Regions from separate parts of the Mus musculus genome. Here region 1 is linked to region 2. A link is a contact called in public HiChIP or PLAC-seq data. All regions are on one chromosome and are shown on one strand. The core of a region is the stretch at or near the end of the contact, and the rest is flanking DNA. Distances in the headings are between cores, read along the strand shown. Region 1 overlaps Gm41625 (a long non-coding RNA gene). Region 2 overlaps Qpct (glutaminyl-peptide cyclotransferase (glutaminyl cyclase)).

Region 1 (5,102 bases), core at 441-2,940, 910 kb before region 2:
TGGTCATGTGACAGGGGTCTGGTCGGCAGCAGGTGAAGCTGCTACTGTCCCTTCTGTGTTCCAGGGCTTCCAGCCCACTCAGTCTTATTAGGTTTCCTGGCAAGGCCCATTGCCCCACATATCCTATCATTCCTGGCTGTCCTGGAACTCACACGCAGACCAGGCTGGCCTCAAACTCACAGAGATCTACCTGCTTCTGCCTCTTAGTTTTAACTCTTCTTTAAAATCTGCATCTATGTAGTGTTATATACTTCTTTGTGTGTGAATTATTTCATAATGGAAAGAATTAAAAATAATCTTATCTAAAGCCAGTGCTTGCTGAGACGCCAACAAAAGGGATTGGAGTCTCGTGTGGTATCAGAAGACTTAGATCTTTGGGAACATGGTGCCTTAATAGTCTCGAATGGTGTTGGATAGCAGTAGTGAAGAGAGGACTTCTCTCTCCTGATTGCCCCCTCCCTCTCCTGGGCATCACCAGCAGGACTGACAGGTGTGGACCTGCTGAGACCATAGCGTGTCCATTCTAAGCCTCTTTCACACTGCAGTGCAACCCTCAGAGCTCGTTTTTTTTTTTCTCAGTTGCTACCATATACTGTGTTTCTTCAAGCTTTCCCATATGTCCAAGTAGGATCCGATCATCCCAACTCCCCAAGTTTTCCACTTCCTATTTGTGTGCCAGCCTATTTGGAGTTAAAACCGCGAGAGCCTTTTGGACAGCATAGGACACTATCAGAGTTTCCGAAGCGCGGTTGCTGGGAGTCTGACTGCCTTTTTAGGGAAGGCCTCTCATTGACCTGCTGAGGTTTACTTTAAATTTCAACTGGCTTGCAAACGCATTCTCCTTTGACAGCCCTCGCTTGAAATGCATTTGCTCTGAGCAAACACAGGGTCAAGTCTTTGAGTGTTAGGTGGTTCTTCTTGCCTGAGAGTTACCTATCTGACTTCCCGTCAGATGAAGGCCCTGCCGCCCTTCCCCCAACCCCTCCAGCCTCTGAGAATTCCCCCTTTGCTGGGGGTGGGGGTGGGGAATGGTGTGTACTATACTTTACCATTTCCTCATACATTTTGCATATATTTTCGTTTTGTCTTGGAGGATTAGAAGTCAGCAGGAGTAAACTCAACTCCACCTTCGCTGATTGGATTAAAAGTGAACACAGACTCTCAGAAAAAAACCAGTTCTGGAGAACGGAAGGCCTCACAAGGTCAAAGCCATTCAAAACCAAAATCTACTTAGTATAATCACTTCCTGGTTGAGGAGGGGCAGAGAGACCGCAGAGAAACTGGATAAACTCATGAGTTATGGGAGTAGGTGTGGAAACGGTAGGGAGCCTGGGTCCCTGGCTTGGGAGCCCTGTATGCAAGTCTTCTCTTTTCTTTTTTGAGTCCTTACAGAGGCAGACCCAGATGTTGCCCTGGGGAGGGAGGCTGGTCTGCCATCCCATTCCCCAGCTGTGTCTCTTGCACCCAATGGCCACTGCTTGCCTTTTTGTTTGATGCTGAGCCCGTCGTAGAGATGGCATGGTATCTGCCATTATTTTGCCCTTCTACCTAGCTCCCCACATTGGTAGAGAGTGGAAGCAAGCCATGACCCCAGGTACTGTGGTAGTTCAGTGGGGTAGCCGTGGAGCCATGCCAGCATCTTAGTGGCAAGTACTAGTCAGGGTGAGGAGAGTAGCCAGACTGGAAAAGCTCACTGGGTGCAGTGAGGTTGCACAGTGCCTAACTCCTCCCTTGTGCAAGCTGGGGACAGATTCTGGGCTAAGGCAGGGGGTGGAAGAATTGCTTTTTAGATTAGGGTGTCAAGGATTTATTATCGTTTTCTTGTAGCTGGGACAAAAACACCCGCTAACACAACATGATAAGGAAGTTTCTGTTGTCTCATGGTTTGAGGGAAGGCGTGGAGGTAGGAGTGGGAGGTGTCTGGCCACATCGCCCCATGTAGTCAGGACACAGGGAGAGGCGAATGCATGAGCTCCGTTCCTTTCTGTCACTTTACTGAATCCGATTCTACCCGGTGAGGCACCAGGAACAAGGCCAGCGGTATCCAGGGTGGGTCTGTCCACCTCAGCTGATCTCTGGTAATTCTTTACAGACAAGCCCGGAGATGTGTCTCTTGGGTTGGCTCCAAAGCCCACCAACATGACAACCAGGATAATAAAGCACCAGTGAGGAGGAATGATGGGAGTCTTGGCCCAACGTGTGAAGTCCAGTGGGCATGTGACTCTCAGGCAAGGCTTAGCAATAACTGCAATGGGGGTCTGGCAGGAGTGCAGAGCCTGGTGGCCGGGTTCACATAGGATTGGGAAACCACACACTTTAAAGCCAATGCAGGATGATCTGGGACAGCCTAGATCTAGGCAGGACATTAGGGGCAAGCTTTTGTGTCCTGCAGACAGCCAGAAGCAAGAACCTGATCAGCAAGTACTTTTCTAGGTCCCTGGTACCTCTCTGGCATGCTGAGCATTAGAAACTGGCATGGGGTTGATACCCTTCATAGACCTGCCTGGGTCTCGTCTAGGAGCCTTTCAAGGTTTGACTGTGTACTTAAGTGAGCTGGAATTATAAAGGCAAGGGAATGAATGGGTAGTCAACTGGCTAGTAGATTAGAAAATGCTAAAGAGATGGTATCACGCCAGACACGGTGATGCCTACCTGTAGGCTCAGTACTTAGGAGGCATGGGCAGGGGGACTACCTTAAGCTTGAGGTCAGTCAGGGCTGTATAGCAAGACATCCGCACACATACACCAAACAGGGCTGTACTACAGATTATAAGGCAAACTACATTACCCCACTATGATTCCATACAGGCACAATTTGCCTGAGCCATTTAGCATAGGGAAAGGAGACGGGAGGAGCAGAAAGAGAGCTGAGAGTTTTGCATGGGTGGAAGGCAGTGCAGTTTTCTGATCCCATCTCCTGGTACAGTGGGGAGGGGGATGTGGCAGGGATGTCAGGGGGAGGGGGAAGGGGTGGCGATGAGTGAGTATTTCACAGAGCATCCGTGGAATAGATCTCTGCGGTTTGCTTTGGTTCCAAGCTAACTTGCTGGAACTCTGGGTCGAAGAAAGACAGACACTCGGTCTCTGAGAGTGAGCGCTACAGGGAACATGACTCCATGTTGAACCCTCCACCCTTGACAAACACAGGGGCATTATCAGAGGGCAGCCGGGGAGAGTGGAACAACTGTGTAGAATTAATATTTATAAATAAATCCTTGTGTGAGGTTGTTTCCTGCCTCAGTGGTTTATGGTCCCCAGTGAAAGACACACAAGCAGACTTTATATTTAAATATGCCTTAAGCAGCACAATAGCTGGACCACTGCCTAACCTCTATGTTGCTAGACTCTACCTCTCACTGATAATTCCGAGTTACCACTTACTAATTTCTATGTTCTATTTTGGCTGCTCTAGATCCAGTTGGGCAGCCCTCTGGACCACGTCCTCTTGGCCTCCTCACATGGCAACTCTGTTGCTCTCTCTTGCTCACACCTCAGCCAGGGCATCTCTCCTCTCCTATTCTCCTTCACACTATACCGAGGAATAGCGGATCTCCTTCTTCCTCCTTCCTCCTTCCTCCTTCCACTTGGTTCCAAGTCCGGGACTCCTAAAACCCCACCCCTTTCTTTTCTCCCCAGCTATTGGCTGCTGGCATCTTTATTTACCAATCAGAACTAGTTGGGGGCAGGGCCCCAGAAGTTACAAGTAGACTAATTTGGGGCAATACACCTGGGCAGCTTGATGGGCTGGGACTGGTGGGCCGGAGATAGAAATGTGACGGACACACCTTCATTTTCCTGTAGTTATGCCCACATCGCAGTGAAAACTGAAGATGCTCCAGTAACCAAGTAACCAGTTAACCAAGGGTGGTCTTTCAAGGATTATAAACTTGAAGGAGGCTCTCTAAGGCAGGGTGAGCTTCCCCTGCTCAGACCAGCTTCATAACCGCCTCGATAAATTCCAACCTTGCTCTTTAATTTCACAGAATTTATCTGTGTCTGCAATTATCTCCTTCCTCTAGTTCGAGGATTGGAGATTTCTTTCTTTCTTTCTTTCTTTCTTTCTTTCTTTCTTTCTTTCTTTCTTTCTTTCTTTCTTTCTTTCTTTTTCTTTTTTTGCTTTGTTTTTCGAGACAGGGTTTCTTTGTATAGCCCTGGCTGTCCTGGAACTCACTTTGTAGACCAGGCTGGCCTCAAACTCAGAAATCCTCCTGCCTCTGCCTCTCAAGTGCTGGGATTGAAGGCGTGTGCCACCACGCCAGGCATGGAGATTTCTTTATTTTTGGCTTTGTGGGACAGTCTCTGATAGAACTGTACAACTTGCCGCATGCAAGCAGCCACAGACAAGACTGAAATTAATAAATATGACTGGATTCCAATACAGTTGTATTAAGGACACAAAAATCAGAACTTTATGTAGTTTTTTTTTTTTAACAAGTCATAAAAGTTTTCCCTTTTTTGCTCCCCCCATGAACTGGAAAATGAACACTTAATATATTTTTAAAATTATGTGTATGTATGTGTACAGTGTGTGGATGTATATATGTGTGAATGGGTCCGTGTGCATTTGTGTTTATGTGTATGTGTGTTCTGTATGCATGTTCATGTGTGTATGTGTATATGTGTGTATGTGTATATGTGTGTATGTGTGTGTTATGCATGTGTGTGGAGCCTGTGGAGGCCACAAGATTGCATCAGATCCCTTGGAAGTGGTGTTACAGAAGTTGTGAGCTACTTACCCGAGTGTTGGGAATTCAACCTGGGTCCACTGGTCCAACACTGGAAGAGCAGTGTGCACTCTTAACTGAGGAGTCGATCTCCAGTCCCCAAAAGGACATTTTAAACTTGGCGAACACAAAGGTGGTCTGTGGATCATAATCAGCTAATTCCCATGCGGATGGGAGTGGCGCACCACTGCGTGCCTATAACACACCTGCCGTGCTTCTGAAGGAGTGGATTTCATGTTCTCTAAAGGAAGTCATAGCACAGTGAGCCGGCTCTCTCAGGAGCAGGAGGAGAGCCAGGCAGCTGTGGTTCTTCTGTGCTCCTTCTTTCAAACCACAGCTTCAGCATCCCCAGATGTTGTACCCTGGTGCCATACGGAA
Region 2 (5,109 bases), core at 328-2,827:
TCCTTGGCTGATCTGGAGTGCATTATGTAGACCAGGCTGGCCTCCATCTACCAAGCTCTGGGATTAAAAGCGTGTACCACCACATCTGGAAAATACATCACTTTTAAAGACCTTTTTATAAAAATAGAATTATGTCATTTATATTTCTCTGGGTATGTGATGAAACAGTTTTTACTATGCTATAAGTGAAATATTTGTTAAAATTAATTCCAACCTTAACCTCTTAATGTAGATACTAGAATATTTTAAATTTCATTCTTGGGGCTGAAGAGAAGAGCACTGGCTGCTCTTATAGAAGACAAGGTTTTAATTCCCAGCACCTATATGGTGGCTTATAAGCGTCTAAACCTTCAGTTCTGGCAGGACCCAATGCCTTCTTCTGGTTTCTGTATGTATCAGGCACACTAATGGTACAGGCATACATGCAGACAGAATGCACACACATACATTGTGCTGGCTGATTTTGTTGTTGTTGTTGTTGTTGTTTGTTTTTCGAGACAGGGTTTCTCTGTGTAGCCCTGGCTGTCCTGGAACTCACTCTGTAGACCAGGCTGGCCTCGAACTCAGAAATCTACCTGCCTCTGCCTCCCAAGTGCTGGGGTGCTGGCTGATTTTATGTCAACTTGACACAAGCTAGAGTTATCTGAGAGGAGGAACCCCCCCAACTGGGAAAATGCCTCCACAAGATCAGGCTGTAGGCAAGCCTGCAGGACATTTTTGTAATTAGGGATTGCTGGGGAAGGGCCCAGCCTATTATAGGTGGTGCCATCCTTTTGCTGGTGGTTCTAGGTTCTATAAGAAAGCAGGCTGAGCAAGCCACAAGGAGCGAGCCAGTAAGCAGCATCCCTCCAAGGCCTCTGCATCAGCTCCTGCCATGTTTAAGTTCCTGCCCTGACTATCCCTCAGTGATGGACTGTCACCTGAAAGTATAAGCTTAAATAAACCCTTTCCTCCCTCCCCAAGCTGCTTTGGTCATGATGTTTCATCCCAGCCATAGTAAGCCTAAGGAGGATATACATAATATAAAATAAAAACAGGCCTTAAAAACAAAATGATACCAGGCTCGATGCCTACACACTTTGGGGCTTTTCCTGTCTCAATCTCTCATCTCTCACACTCTGCCTGGCTCTTGCATGGATTCTGAGGGTTCAAACTCATGTCCTCATGTTTGCACAGCAAGCACTTTTACGCACTGAGCCTTCTTCCTGGCCCTCAATTTCTATCAGTGTGTACCCGGGATGAATGATGCCCCTCTCAATGTGAGTCTGACAATTGTAAAGCTGGCTAAATAGGAACTCTTTTCCATCATCAACCTAATTATCTTATAGTCTATTAAGGTTTTAATACTCTTTAGTACATTTACATATTAAAATAAAACTTTAAAAGCTCAGTAGACCTAATGTTCAAATGTGTATCCTGAATATGACCTTACACATGCTGAACTTGTCTTAGGACACCCAAAATGATGAATCAGCCATTCATTACAAGTTCATCAGACACTCCTAGGGATTGTGGCACTTCTGCTCAAAGGGAAATGAATGGTTGCTCAAACCAGTTCTTCCCTAAGGAGAATGAGGAGAACGGTGGTAGGGACATTCTTTGGAATGCAAAACAGAAATTGGGAGACTCCGCCCATCCTGCAGTTCCTTCCAGGATTAGTGTTTACTGGATACATTAAATAATCATGCAGGTAATTCACTCCACATGAACCACCCACACGGCTAATGAAACACTGTAGAAATACTGACTGCTGCTGCCTCGTTGCTTAGATCCCTCTAGACTTTGAAATAACGCAGTGTTTCTCTCCAGTGTTTATCATGCAAAGAGCACAGGCTATTGGATCAGATACAGCCTTTCAACTTAGCACCCACCACTAGCAGTAACTCTGGCTATGTTACTTAACCTTATCAAGGCTCCATTTCCTTGTCTGAAAAATGGAGGTGATAGTACCTGCACCCGAAGGTACTTAGGACTAAACGAGCCAAAGCATACAGATTGCCTAGTAAATACCCAGGGTGCTAATTTCCCCCATCGTACAGTAAACTAGTATAGAATGTGAGACCTGGATATGTCACTTAGAGATAACTAGTCCAACCCCCTGACCTCCACCAATGGGAACTGAGGTCTGTAAAAACCAACGGTAGAGAGTTAAAGGTAAATACGTAAAGTAAATCCCGGCAGGAGGATTTCTAACCCAGCATTCAGTGTTCTGCTTCATTTCCTCACTTCTGCTTTACTCTTGAATATTGATACCGTAACTGAATGTATTAAGGTTTTGGTTTTGTTCTTGGGAATAATACACTTTAAAGCATATTTCTAGGGGACAGGGAGATGACACAATGGGTACAGACAGCTACTGTCAAGTCTTGGGAACCTAAGTTCAATCCCTTGAACCCACATGGTGGAAGGAGAAAACCATCTCCTGCATGTTGTCCTCTGAGCTCCACATAGGTGCAATGGTACACACACACACACACACACACACACATACATACATACATACATACACACACACAGACACACACACACACACACACACACACACACACAGACACACATTAAGAAGTATATTTCTTTCAAATGTCGTTCCCTGGGGAAAAACAGATTTGACTAGAAACCATAGACATAAACTCATAAGATGACATGCCATGAGAGTGGAAACCAAACAGGGGGAGGGGGGAGGAAGGAGGAGCAAAGGGGTCTCTGAGTGTGTCTGGGAGGAACACTTGCAGAGCACCGGAGGTAGACTATGCTTAAAGTATATTACACACTTGCATGGAAATGGCCTTATGTAGCCCTATGCAACAGATAGATATATTTTCTAAACAAACTTCTACTGAAGCCTTTAAATTCCTTAGTGCCTCCAATGTCTAAGTCCTCGTGTTAGAATTAAACAGCATTTGAACAAGAAAGCTGAATCTAAAGGGGAAAAAAGTGTGAAGTGTGAGCCAAAGTAAATGGGGGCAGAAAGGGGGATCTGCATGGTTGTTCCTTCCCAACAAATGCCTGTGTGTCTCTCCCACTGCCTTGCAAGCCCCAGCATGAGCTGCAGGCTCCCATTCATCCCACTTTGGTCACCCTAGCACCCAGCCACTTTGAGATCTACTCCTTAGGGTCTCGGCACCTCAGCAATGCAGTCTGCCCTTCAAACTGTTTCCGTGTCTCTTCACCTTCAAAATGCCTGTCTTCTTCATGCTCCTGCCTGAAGACTGTTCTCGGGTGTCGTGTTTCATATCTGTATTTCACATAAGTCAGGAGCTCCAGGAAAGCTAGAACCCTCTCCCAGTTTCCTGCCTCTCTCCAGAGTCGCAGGGGTGTGGCTCACATTGAGCACCTGGTAACTACTGGGTAATTTCAAGTAATGGAGAGACAAACTAAGTATTTTTCTAAAACTTCTGCAGCTATAAACGTGTTTATATAATAAAGGCGTAAGAGTCACACCTCTGTCTTCGTAAATACTAAACTAGCTGAATTCATAGACAGGCATAAAAGCCAGAAGAGACATGTGGCTGCCTGGCACAAGGGGACAAGACATGGCCTGGTTCCAGGTGGCTGCCTGTTGCAAGGGGACATCCTAGTTCCGTGCTTGTCAGCTTTGCTTCTTTTAAACTTCTGCACAATGCTTCAGACAACTGACAGCTCCTTGGCTTGGCCCAGGGCAGTAATGATGACAGATGTAAACTTTCATGTCAGAATCTGTTTCAGGGGCACGATGTGTCTCTGTGGTTAAAGGTATTCACTGTTGAAGCCCGAGTCCAATCCCCAGATTCTCTATTGTAGGAAGGAACTGACTCCAGCAAGATACCCTTTCATATTCCTCCTTCTACCCACACTGCATAAATAAATGAATTACTATTCTCTCTTACACAACTATTTTATCGATGGCTTCTTTCCTATTCGCTGCCCACTGTGCCAACCCCAGAGCCAACCTAGTCACTGTGGGCTGTGTTCTTCATGTCCACAGTGAAAGGAAATCAAAGTCATGTTTAAATACATGCTTTACAGGAACTTGGAAAATCTCACAAGACTTCAGAAAAGCAAGAATGAAATAAATCAGCCTTCATGATCTCTCTATTTGCTCCTTCCCAAGTTGCTGGGGCACAGTGCCATTCAATCACAGTTTAAGAAAGGAAAGGTTCAGTTTGCTCAGTTTGAAGGCTCTTTGATACAAAGTAAATGTGCATAGAGCACAGCGATAAATGAGACAGCTGCTCATGGTACAGCGCAGTTCAGTTCGGAGGCAGAGAGCGATGGCTGCTGCTACCTTGCTTCTTTTTGCCATTTAGCCATCTTAACTGAGACTCTAGCCTATGCACGTGGAGGATGTGTCTTCCCACCTCTTTAACCCAATCTAGAAAGTCTCCCACAGACGTGCACAGAGGGCTGTCTCCTGGGTGGTTCTAGAGTCTTGTCAAATTGGTGAACGGTATCTAAGTATCACAGTCTCCAGCAGCAAAAGATACTGTGTCTGAAAGCAACATGTCAAAGGACATTTTTTAAATTCTTAGTAGCTGATAGTGAGTGAAGCGGACAGACCCACGGGTGCTTTTGAATAAGCACTATCTGCTCTTCAACCTCCTGAGCTAAACAACAAAAATGGTTGATTTCATAAGTGCACTTCAATAAAGAGTTCCTTCCCCCTTCTTTCTGGACCAGATCTGAAAAATCACAGAAATATCAAACTTCCTAGTTAGTGAAGAGTATTGAAAGCAGAGCAACTAAATTCAGTTGTACAAGCCCCTTGATTCACAAAAAGCTCTTACAGAAAAGCATACAGCTTGCATATGCTAAACAGCATACAGTCAATTTACAGGCAGTGTTTCTCAACCTGGGTCTCGACCCCAGTCTGGAGGTTCAATTGACCTTTTCAAAGGGGTCACCTAAGATCATCTGTGTATCAGATATCTGAATTACAACTCAAAATAAAAGGAAAATTACAGTTATGAAGTAGTGACGAAAATAATTTTATGCTTGGGAGTCACCACGACATGAGGAACGGTATCAAGGGGTCACAGCCTTAGGAAGGTTGAAAACCACTGAAGTAAAGGGCTCTTACTCTCAGAACTCACTAAGTACAAAACCTGTTTCAAAACAGGAATGAGTAAGACA

Evidence for each region. HiChIP or PLAC-seq counts read pairs in DNA pulled down with a chosen protein or histone mark.
Region 1: a contact with region 2 is called in an H3K27ac HiChIP or PLAC-seq map of embryonic stem cells, with 4 times the contacts expected there. The contact joins two enhancer-like sites. A contact is called at or near these places in 1 of 484 Hi-C or Micro-C datasets (bone marrow-derived macrophages), 2 of 115 datasets of contacts at active chromatin or transcription factors (both in embryonic stem cells) and 1 of 9 other capture datasets (embryonic stem cells).

The regions. Positions count from the first base shown.
Region 1 is chr17:79,965,734-79,970,835 of GRCm38.p6, reverse strand. All of the region lies in intron 2 of Gm41625 (a long non-coding RNA gene), which reads left to right. Among named protein-coding and RNA genes, the nearest start is that of Gm41625, 13 kb to the left of the region's middle. Within about 2 kb of position 1,690, at least 26 of the 459 cell types and tissues checked have an H3K27ac peak or open chromatin away from gene starts, as enhancers often do. A contact at or near this core is called in embryonic stem cells, where this site is marked.
Region 2 is chr17:79,056,934-79,062,042 of GRCm38.p6, reverse strand. The region is part of intron 1 of Qpct (glutaminyl-peptide cyclotransferase (glutaminyl cyclase)); the gene reads right to left. Among named protein-coding and RNA genes, the nearest start is that of Qpct, 7.6 kb to the right of the region's middle. Within about 2 kb of position 1,577, at least 2 of the 459 cell types and tissues checked have an H3K27ac peak or open chromatin away from gene starts, as enhancers often do. A contact at or near this core is called in embryonic stem cells, where this site is marked.